2 separate regions of the Mus musculus genome follow, and region 2 is linked to region 1. Evidence: chromatin contacts called from public HiChIP or PLAC-seq data. All regions are on one chromosome and are shown on one strand. Each heading gives the region's core, a stretch centred on a gene start, on an enhancer-like site or on the middle of the called end of the contact. The rest is flanking DNA. Distances are from core to core; before and after follow the strand shown.

Evidence for each region. HiChIP or PLAC-seq counts read pairs in DNA pulled down with a chosen protein or histone mark.
Region 2: a contact with region 1 is called in an H3K27ac HiChIP or PLAC-seq map of stem cell-derived neural progenitor cells. The contact joins the enhancer-like site here to the promoter of Trappc2 in region 1. A contact is called at or near these places in 7 of 39 promoter capture datasets (the 3T3-L1 cell line, the C10 cell line, erythroid cells and 3 more), 20 of 484 Hi-C or Micro-C datasets (CD4 T cells, DN3 thymocytes, the N1E-115 cell line and 13 more), 8 of 115 datasets of contacts at active chromatin or transcription factors (the HPC-7 cell line, the SCID.adh cell line, embryonic stem cells and 3 more) and 3 of 9 other capture datasets (adipose tissue, liver and pancreatic islet).

What each region holds. Positions count from the first base shown.
Region 1 is chrX:166,435,881-166,443,310 of GRCm38.p6, reverse strand. Trappc2 (trafficking protein particle complex 2) reads right to left here and starts at 2,556. Exons shown (of 5, transcript NM_025432.4): 1 at 2,472-2,556. Ofd1 (OFD1, centriole and centriolar satellite protein) reads left to right here and starts at 2,607. Exons shown (of 23, transcript NM_177429.3): 1 at 2,607-3,031; 2 at 3,184-3,282. The coding sequence starts at 3,017.
Region 2 is chrX:166,494,298-166,501,528 of GRCm38.p6, reverse strand. Tceanc (transcription elongation factor A (SII) N-terminal and central domain containing) reads left to right here. Exons shown (of 5, transcript NM_001007577.2): 5 at 1-1,717. Among named protein-coding and RNA genes, the nearest start is that of Tceanc, 13 kb to the left of the region's middle. Within about 2 kb of position 3,593, at least 16 of the 459 cell types and tissues checked have an H3K27ac peak or open chromatin away from gene starts, as enhancers often do. A contact at or near this core is called in the HPC-7 cell line, cortical glia and stem cell-derived neural progenitor cells, where this site is marked.

The DNA of each region.
Region 1 (7,430 bases), core at 1,307-3,806:
GTCCCCAAAGATAATAGACACACTGTTCTGTTCTGTATAATATCCCCAGGGTTCTGACAGTGCCAGTGATCCAGCCAACACTCGTTATTTGCTGAATAAGGGGCAACCTAAAGCTGACTTAAAATTAATACCCAGAAACATCTGAGTGTTTTTTCTTTTCCTGGAGTGTATGTGCATGTGTGTGTATGTGTATATGTTTTGTTTTGAGACATGGTCTTGCTATGTTGCCCAGGCTGGCTTTGATCTCATGATCCTCTTGTTTTAGCCTCCTGAGTGCGTGGATTGTAGGTCTGTGCTATCATGGCTGGTACTAACTCAGTAACTTAAAGACAACTTATCACATTCAAATACAAGGTAACTATTAAGAGTTTCCTAGCAGACCAAAGTGAGGAATAAAAATCATCTCCAGGGCTAGGTCTGCTGCTATACATCTTTGATTCCAGCACTTGTGACGGGGAAGCAGATGGATCTTTGTGAGGTTCAGACAGCATGGCTTGCATATAAGACCAGGGACAGCCAAGACTATATAAAGGGAGACCCTGCCTCAAAATGGGGTAACAGGAAAGACACCATGGGACCTGTAAGTCTACCAGTGTTGCATAAAATTATTAAGATATAAGAGACTGAGATATATATAGTCTTGTACTTGAGTTTTAAAATCAGCAGAAGCCAGCTACAGTGGTTCACATCTTTAAACCCAGCACTAGGGAGGCTAAAACAAGAGAACAATTATGAGTTGGTCCAGCTAGGCCACAGTATGAGACTCTGCCTCAAAAAACTAAAACCAGTAACAACAAACCAACTGTACAACAAAAGGAGAGAACCCTAGAGAAAAAGAAATGAGAATCGAAAAGTTTGGATTTATTGCTCAGTGAGGCAGCAGCAGCCTGACATGTCAAGAAAGAAAAGCTAAAGAATTCTAGGCTGAATAAAGATTAAGACCGCTGGGGCAAAAAGATTGTGCAGCAGTTAAGAGAACATACTGCTCTTGCAGAGGACACAAGTTCAATCCCAGCTCCTACATCAGGCAGCTCACAATTGCTTGTAACTCCAGCTCTATGGGATCTAATGCCTTCTTCTGGACTCTGTGGGTACCTGTACTCATTACACACACACACACACACACACACACACACACCTCTAAAATAAATCTAAAAGTACAAAACAACCAAAAACTGAGTGAAGACAGTGCCCAAACAAGGTGTGGAAAGTGCTGCTGTCATCCTCATTACATCTCCTGTGAAAATACTTAGTTCTGGAAATCATAATTTCAAATGATGGATACCTTTAAACAATATGTTGGGAGCAGGGGGGTGGGTGGGGACTTAGACAATGAATGGTCTGAAAACAAAACAAAATAAGAGCAACTGAAGGAGCCAGTCGAGGGTGTTTTAAGCTAAGTGAGGATGAAGTGTTCTGTGGTGGGTGTTTAGTATATTCTTGAAATATAATGTCTAGTAGGAAAGGGATTTGACTAGGGATAGCTCGTGGTTCCTTATGAGCAAAATCTGCTTTGCTGGTATGGCTGCCAGGAGCTGGTGCTGAGAAACTGTGTGGTCAGCAGTGAAAGGCTGTGATCAATTAATTATTCATGTCTGGTATGGCTGTCAGGAGTTGGTGCTGAGAAACAGTGTGGTCGAATGGCTATGATCAATTATTCATGTCTGGTATGGGTTTGAGGGAGTGCAGTACATACACAAGATCAAGTATTTTTTTTTAACTCTAGACTTGACAGGCTTATTCTAAACTGCTGTAAAGGCCAAGCCCAGGGCTGACATCTGAAGTTACCAGGAAGCTAAAAATTCATATGGTGCAATGGTGGAAGACTACTAGTGCAAGAGCAGGATGAATTTAGAAATCCTTACAAGTTAAACATTTTAGTTAACAGGCAAACACAAGATAAAACGCATGCACCCCAGTTCAAAGCCGTCCATATTTATAGCAAATCTCTCTATGGAGGAACCTTTCAGAAACTTGCTCCTGACAGCTGTAAATTCAACTTGCCCCACAGATCAGCAAAACTAGTGGGGCTTTTCTATAAAATGAAGCTCCGTGCTTCTCAAGGAGATGCGCTTTTGCCCTCTTTGAGAGCATCTGTCAAAGTCTGGAGGGCGAGGTAGGGTACCACTGGCATTTAATGGAAACTGACCAAGGATGCGGTCAACCTACGATGCCCGAGACCGCTTTCTACAGTAAACCGGCTGCAAAGGGCAATGGCATTGCAATGAAGATGCACTGCGTTAGCGACCTGGAGAACGCCAAGCCTCCGTCCCAGTGCGCGGAGGTCCCCTCCAAGGGGACACGGAGGCTATACCAACTAGGAGAACGGGGATTACTCGGCGCCGGGGGGCTGGGCGTGCTGTCCCGAGTCAGGGCTGGGTAGAGGTAGAAGACCACTGTTCGCATCACGGGAGGCCTGGATGCCCCCGCGGACCCGGAACGCCCGCCGCCTGCTTCCCTCCAGAGCTCACCTGTAGGGAGGAGCCGAGATGAGAACCGGCCGCCTCTTTAATCTGCGCTCGGGAGCCTCAGCCTGGGAGTCCCAAAATCACTCTCGCGAGATCTGAGGCTATGCTCTCGCGAGACGTGGCCGGGACTGCTCGCCTAAGAGCGCGCAGGCGTCACGGAGGGCCAAAGCCTGGGCGGTTAGGCTGAGCCGGCCGAGCGGGCCGAGCGGCCGGAGCGGGCGGAGCAGGCGGCGGGCGGCGGGCAGTGTAGGGATGAGCTACGGAGCAGGGAAAACTGCCGACTGAGCGGCCGCTTCGGGGCCCTCGCTTGTCGTTTCCGTCTTTATTCCGTCCAGAGTCCCTCCTGGCTCGCGGACCCGCCCACCCTTCCCATACCGTGGGAGGAAGCGCGGCTGCTTGACGAGTTAGGGGCTGAATGTTTAGCTCTCTTGCTCCCCTAGGTCCCCAGAGACAAGCTGGATTCCGAGGTCAAGGGCTCCCTCTCCTCCTGCGCCCCGGCCCGGGCCGAGGAGTCCGACCGTGGAGGGGCGAGCTCGGGAGGAAAGCAGATGAGGATGGCTCAGGTAGTTCCACCTGCCACTTTCCAGGGTTTTTCCGATTGGACATCTCTTTGTTTTGATGTCCGTTAAGCATCTTAGGGCTTCCGGTGAGGTCACTGATTTCTGAAATTCAGGTCCACGTTGACACTAGGTAACCCATCATTTTCTCTTTTCAGTCCAACATGCCCCACAAGTCTGATGTGTTGAGTCAAGATGAACTGCGCAAAAAGCTATACCAGACGTTTAAGGATCGGGGTGTACTGGACACACTTCAGGTATCAGATTTAGGCACAATCGTGTCGTTATACTTCCACAAGTGTAACCTTTAACCGCAGGTGGCTCCACATTTAAATTCATTCATTAAGGTAGCACATAACCTGTATAATGAACACATTGCCATAAAACTAAGCTGCTGTTACAAATCTTGTTCCCAGTCTCGCTTTGATCATGCTACGTCTATGTAGTGAGCAGGAGGGGGACTTGCGAGGAACGGACTGCAGAGGGTAATGTGAGCAGAGTACTGTGGTCTACATGTCTGAGAACAACAAAATGAAGCCCAGTCTGTTTCATGATACTCCCTAGAAAAAAATCTATAGTGGAATGGTACCAGGTGTCTTGTCACACGCCTTTATCCCAGTTCTTCGGAAGCAGAGGAAGGCACATCTCTTGTGAGGGTAGCTGGGCCAAATAGCCAGTTCCAGGTCAGCCAAGACTTCATAGTGATACCCTGTGTCAGTAATAGTAAGTACACATAAGATATTTTAGAGTGTGGATATTTTAAATGAATAGCAACTGTTTATTAGAACATCTTAAGTTTGGGTAGCAGCAAGGGATGGAGTTAGTTCAATGTGTTTCCTTACAATATACCTTTTAGACTATATTTTACATATAGAATTGGAAATTAAGGAAAGGTGAGCCCAATTTTTCCCACTCTTGTTTTACTACATACAAATATTTAAGACTTGTCCGGAAAATACAGAAAGGCAGAAGAGAGAAAAATCATATATTATAACTACAAACTGCTGTTAGGCGTGTATATCATTTTAAAATTTAGATTATATGAGGATCCTTTTCCTGTTTCCTCAGGTTGCCTGAAATCCTTATTTTCAGTGGCAGCAGATTCCTCCTGGTCAGTCAGAGGTCATGGAGGTCGCTGCCTCCTATTGACTGAGGCTTCTACCTAGGTCTCCACCTCATCTATTTGTTGTACCTGTCATTTTCTGCCTAGTATAGAGAACTCCCCTGTCTGAGGAAAAAGGCCTGAGCATGCTTGGGCCAGTTTGCAGGGTTCTGCTTCCTTCCTGAGTACTGGGGTGTTAGGCCAGGGCCATTATGTCTTGGGGTAAGAGCGTTTCTAGCAATGTGTCCATATGGCTAGGGAAGGATTGTTGGTGTGTATTTCACAGGCAGTTTGGGAATATTTGTTTCATCCTTCACGTCTCAGTTTGATTTGGTCTTAAGCAATGGATATCATTATCTGTAAGCCCTTTGTGCAAGTCTTGTTCCCAGTTTCAGCATGACTGCTTATTCAGTCCATTAGCCCAATTGGAGGAAAAGCAGGGCATGTTTTCATTTTCTCAAATTTAGATAATTTTTACTTTCTTAGTTCAATGACTGATAGAGGTGAGTTAATAATGTAAATTTTATGGAATTTAGTGCTTAATTTATACTCTCCTTTTATTTGAAATGAATTTGTACTTATAGTCAATTACAAAGTCATTTATGTCTAGGTACTTTTGTTCCCTTTGTGGGTCTTGTCATAACTTTTGTGGTTTTGAAACAGTGTCTCACTCTACTGCCTCAAGCTTAGGTGATGTCCTGACTCTACCTTCCTAGGATTAGCATTACAGGCATCTTCTACATCCAACTCAGTGATAAAATGAAACTTGTCAAATCATCTGTTTCTTTCTTTTTGCTCTAGTTAAGACCATTTCTGAGATGTGTGTTAAGATTGGCAAATTTTTGTCTCATGCTTTGAGTTTCACCAACTTTGTGAAAACTGTCCTTCCGTGCTATATATTTTTAAAAGATTTTATTTATGTCTGCCTGAGTGTGTGCACCTGTGTAGTTTGTGTGCCTGTACTTGCATGGAGGCCTGAACAGGCTGTCTGATTCCTCGTGTTAGCAGGACACCCAGCTGGCTTATTGCACAGCTCCTAGGATTTAAACTCTAATCCTCATGATTACGCAACAGATACTCTTAACCACTTTTTTTTTTTTTTTTGAGACAGGGTTTTTGTAGCCCAGACTGGCCTTGAACTATGTATAGAGCCAAGGGCTACCTTAAACTCCCCATTTTATTTGAATCACCTGTTTATTTGGTGCTGGAGATCAAACCTGAGGTCTTATGCATGAAAGGAAAACTACTCTACCAACTGAGATACATCACTAGCCCCCAAACTGTTTAGGAGCGTCATGTATATGGAGGGGGAGTGCGCTCTCTAATATATGGTGTGGAGGCCAGATGTTGATGTCAGGTGCCTTCCTCAGTTGCATTTTCCCTCAGTGTTTTGAGACAGGTTCCGCATTGAACCTGGAGCTCTCTTCTAATTCAGGTAGACTAGCTGGACTGTGAGCCCCAGGGATCTTCCTGTCTTTACCTTCTCAGCTCTGGGATAACAATTGTTCACCATTGTGCCTGGCTTTATGTGGGTTCTGGGGACCAAATTCAGGTCTTTTTGTTTGTAAGGCAAACTACTGACTGAGCTCTCTCTTCAGCCTGCAAAATTTAATTTTGAGTAGATTTCCCTAGTGTATTGGCTGTTGGGAAGCTCTAAGTCAATTTTGTGTCTCTACTAGTAAGTATTTTTTGTTTTTTGTGATTGTCAAGAGAGCAGTTCATTTATAATTGCCGTTTTAGTTTTTCTTGCTCTTATTTTCCTTTCAGCACACACCACCACTAATTTTTTCCTTTAGGCAAGTTATCGTAAATTCTTCTATTGGTTAAGCTAGGACTGAATAGACCATTTCCTCGGTGTATTACGCATTTAATTAAGCTACTTCTAAATTTGATTGGTGGAAGATGCTGCACTTTCCCTTTTTTTTCCTTCTTTCTTTTTTGCTTTACTATGTCAGGTTGTGAATGGTAGATAATGCCGAGTGTGTGTATTTTGTTCAGTGTAAATGTCTTTTTAAGTAGAGGGTTTTAGATATATGTTCTGTCATGGTGCTTATATATACCATGCCAAACTCCCACCATCTTTAGGAATTGAGCTGGATCTGCTTACAGAAGATCATCATAGCCACGCTTGTTGACTGTTGATATTCCTTCCTAACTGTTGGGTGGGTAGAATCATGGGACCTCCTCTGGAGTATCCAGTCACTCCTCCCTGATAGTTGTTTGCAGTTCTGCTCTGATTGTACATGGCCCCATTCTCAGGCAGGGGCTAGAGTATATAGATTGGGGAAGGAGTCGTCATAATGGGTGCGGAATTCATTTGTTGTGGCTGCTTGCTTTAAGGGCATCTACACTGATACACATAAAACCTCACTCATTTCTCTGTAAGCAAACCTAATAAGCTCAGTCGCTCCCAGAGTGAACTTCAATACGTCATATGTCCTTGGGACTGGAGCAGGAGGGTAGATGCTGTTTTTGTTTTCTAGGAAAGAGGTTTTAGCAGCATTCTCCCATACTCAAGGATAGCAGAAAGAGCTAAAGTAAAGACCCCTTTCGGTGCTTCCTTGTATTAAATAAGTTACTACATTTTGTTTCATCCAGAGCCTCAAGCAACTTGCTTCTAAGTTAAGCACAATTGTACATCTCCAAACTATATGTCAAAACTGTTTAAACGTTTAGTAGTCTCGTTAATTTAGGAGATTTTTTTCAAGTTCAAATGAATAGTGCCGGTGTTGTAATGTGAAGAAAATTATGTACTCTGACCCTTTATTTCATCATTTATCAATGGTGAAAAATCTATCTTCCAGTGACTTGACATATGAATGAATACCCTAAGTGATAGTGCATTGTTTTTTAAAGAATGCTTGGGTACACGAATGGCTGTGCACATTTCCATATGTGACCCTCAGAGACAACTTTTTGGGAGTGCATTCTCTCCCTCCATCTCTGATCCCAGGTGTCAGAAGACCCAGGTTATCTGGCCTACCTGGCAAGTGCCTTTTTTCTTTGAGCCATCTTGCCAACCCGAAAGTATATTTTTGATCATCTTCTTGGGATATACTAGTTTCCCTCCTGTATGTTATTTCTTTATTAAGAACTAAATTTTAAACTGAGTGTGGTGGCTCACACCTTTATTCCCAGCACTTGGGTGGTAGAGGCAGGTAGATCTCTGAGTTGGAGGCCAGCCTGATCCATCTATAGAGTGAGTTCCAGCACAACCAAGCCTGCACAGAGAAACCCTGTACTGGGAAACGAACAAGTGAAAAACAGCTAAACTTTATTTTGATCAGTATTATGCCCAAGAAC
Region 2 (7,231 bases), core at 2,344-4,843, 57 kb before region 1:
GTTGCAGTTAGAGTTAGGAACTACCTGTAGATAGTCTCTCATTTGAGCCTTTCTATAGTTCTGAAGAAATTAATGTTATTCTGGAGTTTACAGATGAGGAAAGCAGCCCACTTGCCCAGGTTACACAACTGTATGTAGTCGGCTTCACACTGATCCCAGGTTTTCCAGCTTACTTCTCAAGCAGGTGTGATGGCACATGCCTGTGGTCCAAATACTAGGGAGAATGAGGCAGGGGATTTATGTGAGTTCCGGCCAGTTTGACTTGCAAAGTTCCTGTCTCAAAACTGTTAAAAGGGAATCCTGTTTCAAGCCTGTAATCATAGCGTTGGGAATGCTAAGGCAGAATCCCATAGTTGAGGGCAGCCTGAGTTAGATAGAGAAACACTGCCAAACTCAAAAATATTCAGTCTGAGGATGACTTAATATTGACTTTGTAAGAAGTATACTCTTGGAAATAGGTGCTAAGCAAATAGTGTTTGGGACCTCTAAGCTTATGTGACCGGAGTTTTACTCTTTTGTCCTTAATTTTCTCATTTTCTTTTGACTGGTGAAAAGTTGCAGTGTAAGTTAGAATTTGGCTCGAAGCCTGCTTCCTTAGTTGAATGCCCTGTGTTTTGTTTTTTTTTTTTTTTTTGAGCACTTCAAAAAGTATGATATATAGTTCCTTAATGTTAGGACTCTATATACCTTCAGAGGCATGTGTGTTGGGATTGAAATTCAAATTCTGATCATGTGAAAATGGCACTAGTTGTTAGAGGAAGTCTCTCCTTCAATCTCAGCATTTACTTACATACTAACTGAAGAGAAAATCACGTCTCCTAGTTCTTTGTAAACAGTGTTTACTGATTTGTATGCTTATTCACAAGCCTTTTTATGTGACCATGACTAATTTTTTTCCTTAAAAATAATAAAATGATTGTCTTTCTGGGTTTTGATTTTTTTTTACCATGTAAAACAATTTTATACATAATCAACACAAAACCTTGCATATATGTGCTCCTTTTACAGTTAATCAGGTGATTAGATATACATTTTCTCTTTTGTTGTTTGACAACAATATGTGAAGAGTTTCTATTTTTATAAGACTAGCTTCACTCTGTTGCCTAAGCTGGGTTCAAACTCACACTGGCTGGCCTTAACCTCCAGAGTGCTATGATTGGCAGTGTAAGCCACCATTCATTGATTTTATCATATTAAAGAGTTTTTATCTTAGTTCCATATGAACTCATATTTTAACTAGTTATTATCCCCTAACTCCCCAGTATTCCTTCATTGGGATCTGTAGGCTTTTCTTTATATTTTTACCTCCGTATGACAGTTCCCCAATAGTTGCATAAAACTAGCAAACATTTCTGTTTTAGGTTTTTTGAAGAAATCAACTTGAAGCTGTCAAGTCTGAGTTATATTTTGTTATATTTTCTCCATATGGCATTCCAGGGTGGTTCACCATGGTGCAATGTGTTAGTCCTTTACAGAGTGACTTACAGAGTCATCAACAACTCAAAGCTTTCCCAAAATGTGGTTTCATGTGACTTGGAATGATCTTAAAACCTAGACAGTGGTTGTGCAAGAGCAGCACACACAGCCTATAAAAACCTTGTTTCATTTGTCTAAATCAGTTTGATGTTTGGATTTTCTATGTAACTATGTATTGTTTTTTATATTGCGATTTTGTAAGCTACATTTACCAAAAATAAAAGTATTTGAAATGTAAAAATCTCTTATTCTCCAATATTTTTTTAATTGTATGAGATCTTCCTTATTTCCCATAAGCTCTGTCAGTTAGTTTTGCAACAAGAGATAGGGAAATGGTGATGTAGGTTTCATTCTTTTGGTCAGTGAGACAGTTACATTTTCTAAATATAGACAATGATTTTACACTGTGTCTTATCCCCTAAAAAGAGAAAGAAGTTTCCCCCTCACTCTTTTATTCCCTAAAAGAGAGAAAATAGTTTCTCTTTTCTTCTCCTCTACTCTCCCTCTCCTCTCCCTCTCCTCTCCCTCTTTCTCTCCCTCTCCTCTCCCCCTCTCTCCCCCTCCCTCTCCTCTCCCTCTCTCCCTCTCTCTCCCCCTCTCTCTCCCTCTCTCTCTCCCTCTCCTCTCCCTCTCCTTCTCTCTCTCCCTCTCCTCTCCCTCTCTCTCTCCCCCCTCTCTCCCTCTTTCTCTCCCTCTCCTCTCCCTCCCTCTCTCCCTCTTTCTCTCCCTCTCTCTCTCCCTCTCCTCTCCCTCTCCTCTCCTTCTCTCTCTCCCTTTCCTCTCCCTCTCTCTCTCTCTCCCTCTTCCTCTCCCTCTCTCTCTCCCTCTCCTCTCCTCCTCCCTCTCTCCCCCTCCCTCTCCCTCCCTCTCTCCCTCTCTCCCCCTCTCTCCCTCTCCCTCTCTCTCTCCCCCTTTCTCTCCCACTCCCCCTCTCTCCCCCCTCCCTCTCCCCCCTCCCCCTTCCCCTCCCCCTCTCCTCTTCTTCTTTTTGTTGTTGTTGCAGGGTTTCTCTATATAGTCCTGGTTTCCTGGAACTCACTCTGTAAATGAAGCAGGCTAGCCTCAATCTCAGAGATCTCTCTGGCTCTGCCTCCCAAGTGCTAGGATTAAAGCTGTATGCCATCATTGCCCAGCCAAAGGAGTTTTGTTTTGTTTTGTTTTTTGTTTTTTTTTGTTTTTGTTTTTGTTTTTTACAATTGCTGATGGGGCAGATTCTAATTTAAAATGGCCCTTATAGGAGCAAAGAGCAATTCTGAGGACTCCAAGATTCCGGGAAGGTGCCTGCTAATAAGGAACAGCTGATGTGAATGAGACATGATGTAAAGGACTCCACAGAGTTCCTGAGGTCCATTGTAAGTCATGATAACAATAAGGACTTGGAGGCTTTGGGGGTCTAGGGTGGTTTGTGTTTAAAAAAAATTATTGAACTTAGGTGATTTGTAGTCATGGGATTTGAGTGCCTTTTAGGAAGACCATTGTAGCTGCTTTGTTGAGTGATGAGAGAAACAAGGATGGATGCAGGAACACCAAATAAGTGACCATTAACAATGGTCAAATTAAAGTATAGAAAAAAATAAGCCAGGCGGTGGTGGTGCATGCCTTTAATCCCAGCACTCAGGAGGCAGAGGCAGGCGGATTTCTGAGTTCGAGGCCAGCCTGGTCTACAGAATGAGTTCCAGGACAGCCAGGGCTACACAGAGAAATCCTGTCTCGAGAGAGAGAGAGAGAGAGAGAGAGAGAGAGAGAAATAAAAAAAGGAAAAATATACTTTGGCTGCATCCTGATGGTTAATGGACCCCTTTGCAGTTTTGCAAATGTCTGTTTCATAGAATATGCCCAATCCAAAATTTCCTCCCTGTGGCCAATCATCAGATAAATAACAGTGCAGAATGTGAGCACTAAATACATATAGCCTGTACCCCAGTCTCCATGGTAACGGCATAGGGTGGGAAATCCATTTTAATAGCTGAATGTGGGAAGGTTTCCTCCTTTGTTCGTACAACTTTTTAAAGTGAAGGCTTGAGTACAATCGTGGCTCTGTCTCTTCCCCGGTTAGGTTAGTTCCTGTGATGAGAGGCTTCTTTCATTCCCTGATAGCAATTCTAAGTGCCAGGCAGGAAGCCTGTGGCTGGCAGTACTACATTGCCTTGGCTGGGCTGGGCCTTCCTCTTTTAGGCCAGATTGCTTTGTTGTTGTTGTTGTTGTTAGGTTTTTTTGTAGCACCCAATAAATGCAAACTATTTTGCCAAAATAATTTTCTCTCTTTCAGAGGTAGTTATTGTAAGCACCTAGATTGTAAAAAGTAACTTCTTAGTTTCAGAAGATTGCCACAATCAGATGTGTGAACCAAGGACATATTTTAAGTTGGGTTGTCAAATTATTACATGCTGTCACAAATTTTCTGTTGGAAGGATTGCACATTTTGCTTTGCCAGGTGCCAACTTCTGATACACAGGATCCTTCTTGAGTCCTTTTTGTGACATCATGTGGTCATCTGATATTTAGAAATATATTTTAAAATAAAAGGACTTAAAAATTAAGATGTAAACATATGCACACAAGGTAGCTGAGGCTGGCCTCGGAGTTCTGATATGATTTTTTTTTTGTGGATGTATGTTCTTGCTTTCTTTAAAATTCAAAATGAGCTGAGCTAGGCAATGGTGGCATATGCCTTTAATCCCAGCATTTGGAACAGAGGCAAGCGGATCTCTTGAGGTGGAGGCCAACTTTGTCTACAGAGCAAGTTCTAGGACAGCCAGGGCTACACAGAGAAACCCTATCTTGGGAAAAAATGAAAATGAAACATGAATATAAAAATCAGTTCCAGGTAGTTACCAGTTTTTCAGATAGCATTTCATGTAAATCAGGCTCGGTTTGAACCCACCACTTACTATGAAGCCATAACCCAAGATGACCTTGAACTCATAATCCTCCTGTTTCTACTTTCCTTAGTGCTAGGATTATAGGCATGTACCATTGTGCTTGATTTTATTGGGCACTGGAGATTGAACCAGGGTTTTGTGCATTCTGGGCAAATGCTCTACTGACTCAACCACATCCCTAGCCCTACTCATGACACATCTCTAAAAATCTAAAATAGGCATAGAAACGTTACAGAAAAAGAAGCCAATTAAAATACTATCCATTGAGGCTAGAGAAATGACTCAACGGTTAAGAGCACTGACTGCTCTTCCAAAAATCCTAAGTTCAAATCCCAGCAACCACATGGTGGCTCACAACCATCCGTAATGAGATATGATGCCCTCTTCTGGTGTGTCTGAAGACAGCTACAGTGTAGTTACATGTAACAATAAATAAAATCTTAAAAAAATAATATCCATTTAGAAACCAGTTTTTCAGAATATGATCACTTCTGAAATGATGTAAACTCAGTTGCAGCTGCTTATAAAAGATGCCAAATAGCATCATAATTCACCAAATTTACCCTTGGAGATTGAAAAAAATTGAAGAAGTTTCCAGGAGTACCTATGAGGCCCTGAGTCATCTCCACCTACTGTGCCTCTCCTTAAACCAGTGGTTTTCAAGCTTCCCAATGCTGTGACCCTTTAATACAGTTCCTCATTTTCTGGTGACCCCCAACCATAAAATTATTTTCATTGCTACTTCATAACTGTTAATGAATCATAACCGTGCTTTCTGATGGTCTTAGGCCACCCCTGTGAAAGGGTCGTTTGATCCATAATGGGTTTACTGGTTGAAATCCACTCCCTTACATCCTAGAAGACCCAAAGCTACAAAGAGTTTCAATTTTCCTTCCTTGGCCACAATATGAGCGCAACATGGCACTTAACCAAACTGCATTGCACATAACTTATCTGACAGCTCAACTCATGCATAGCTCAGTGGAAGAAGCTGGAGTGTCTATCACCCATGTCTAACAGCAAAGGGCCCCACGATTTAAGTGGACTCTGTCTTGGTATTTATGAGGCCAGTGGGCTATTGTTTTTTCTTAGCTTTAGTGTTTTGTCAGGCAGGAGGTTTCTTTTTCTACAGTTTTGTTTCCATTCAGTTGATGGACTTTTTGCTCACACCGTTGTGAAATCTCACAAACGGTTGAGCAGAACGTTCCTATTTAACTTTACTGAGCATGTTTTTAAATGAGTAGTTAAAGGACACAGGACTTTTCAGAAGTAATAAAACTGCTGTAGCCTGGTGTCCACACGCCTTTAATCCCAGCACTGAGGAGGCAAAGGCAGTTGAATGTCTGTGCAGTCCAGGCCAGCCTGGTCTATATAGTGAGTTGCAGGATAGCCAGGGTTGTTATACAGAGAAACCCTTTCTTGAAGAAAAAAAGAAAGAAAGAAAGGAAACCAAAGTCACGAGGAGGCTGGGGGTGTAGTTCTGTTGGTAGTATGCTTCTTAGCCTACAGGAGGCTGTGCGTTCAGTCCTCAGCATCACCTCAACCTGGCATGGTGCCACCCACCTGTAATGCCACCATTTAGAAGGTGGAAGGAAAAGGATCTGAAGTCCAAGGTCATCCTCAGGCTCATAGCAAATTCAAGCCACAAGTTCTTTTTCAAAAAACATAACAAAACAAAACGAAACTAAAACGAAAGCTAAAAAGGTATAGCTGAGGAGCAGTTATCATGTGTGACATCCTAGGTTCAATCCTCAATATGAGCAAAACAAAACAAAACAAAACAAAACAAAACACCCACTTCCAACAGCTATCAAGTTGGTGAGTTGGCAGTATGGTAAGTGCCAGTGAAATGGTTCATCGGGTAAAAGTGCTTGATAGCAAGTCCATTGCCATGGGTTTGATCCTGAAGCCTATAGAAAGAAAGAAGAAAGAACCAGGGCAGCCAAGATGGCTCAGGGGGTAAGAGCCCTGACTGTTCTTCCGAAGGTCCTGAGTTCAAATCCCAGCAACCACCTGGTGGCTCACAACCACTGGTAATGAGATCTGAAGGCTCATAACCATCTGTACAGCTACAGTGTAGTGTACTCAAATACATAAGATAGATAAATAAATCTTTTTAAAAGAAAGAAAGAAAGAAAGAAAGAAAGAAAGAAAGAAAGAAAGAAAGAAAGAAAGAAAGAGAAAGAAAAAGAAAGAATGGATCCAGCAAGCTGTCCTCTGATGTCTCCACACTGCTGTGGAGCACATACATACACACAACAAATGCATTAATAAACTTTCAAAAACTTTCAGTTCCAAGACAGGATTTAGAATGCTTTTGCTTACAAAAAGTTACGTTTAAAAAAATCCATACTTTTAGGTTGAGTACATCATGTAATTACCTGTTTGGAAGCATTACGAGGTACACCATTAATTTATACAATTTTGTGTTTTTAGGTATTGTGATTTGCATGCTCATGATTCAATCCCTAGCACTAAAGATGAATATTTTTTGTTTTTTTTTCCTTAAAGATGAATAAATTTAATTAGCTCAAAAACTGGGCTGGAGAGATAGCTTAGTGGTTAAGAGCACTGACTGCTCTTCCAGAGGTCCTGAGTTCAATTCCCAGCAACCACATGGTGGCTCACAACCATCTGTAATGGGATCTGATGCCCTCTTCTGGTGTGTCTGAAGATAATTATGATGTCCTCATATAAATAATATAAATAAATCTTTTTTAAAAAATAGCTCAAAAACTGAAAAAAAAATAGATTGTGGTTATGGGCACACACTTGTATGAATAGGGTTAGTCACAATTCACTTGTCGACTTTAAACGAGTAAACTGTATTTCAGTAAAGCTGTTAACAACAACAACAACAAAAATCTCATTAA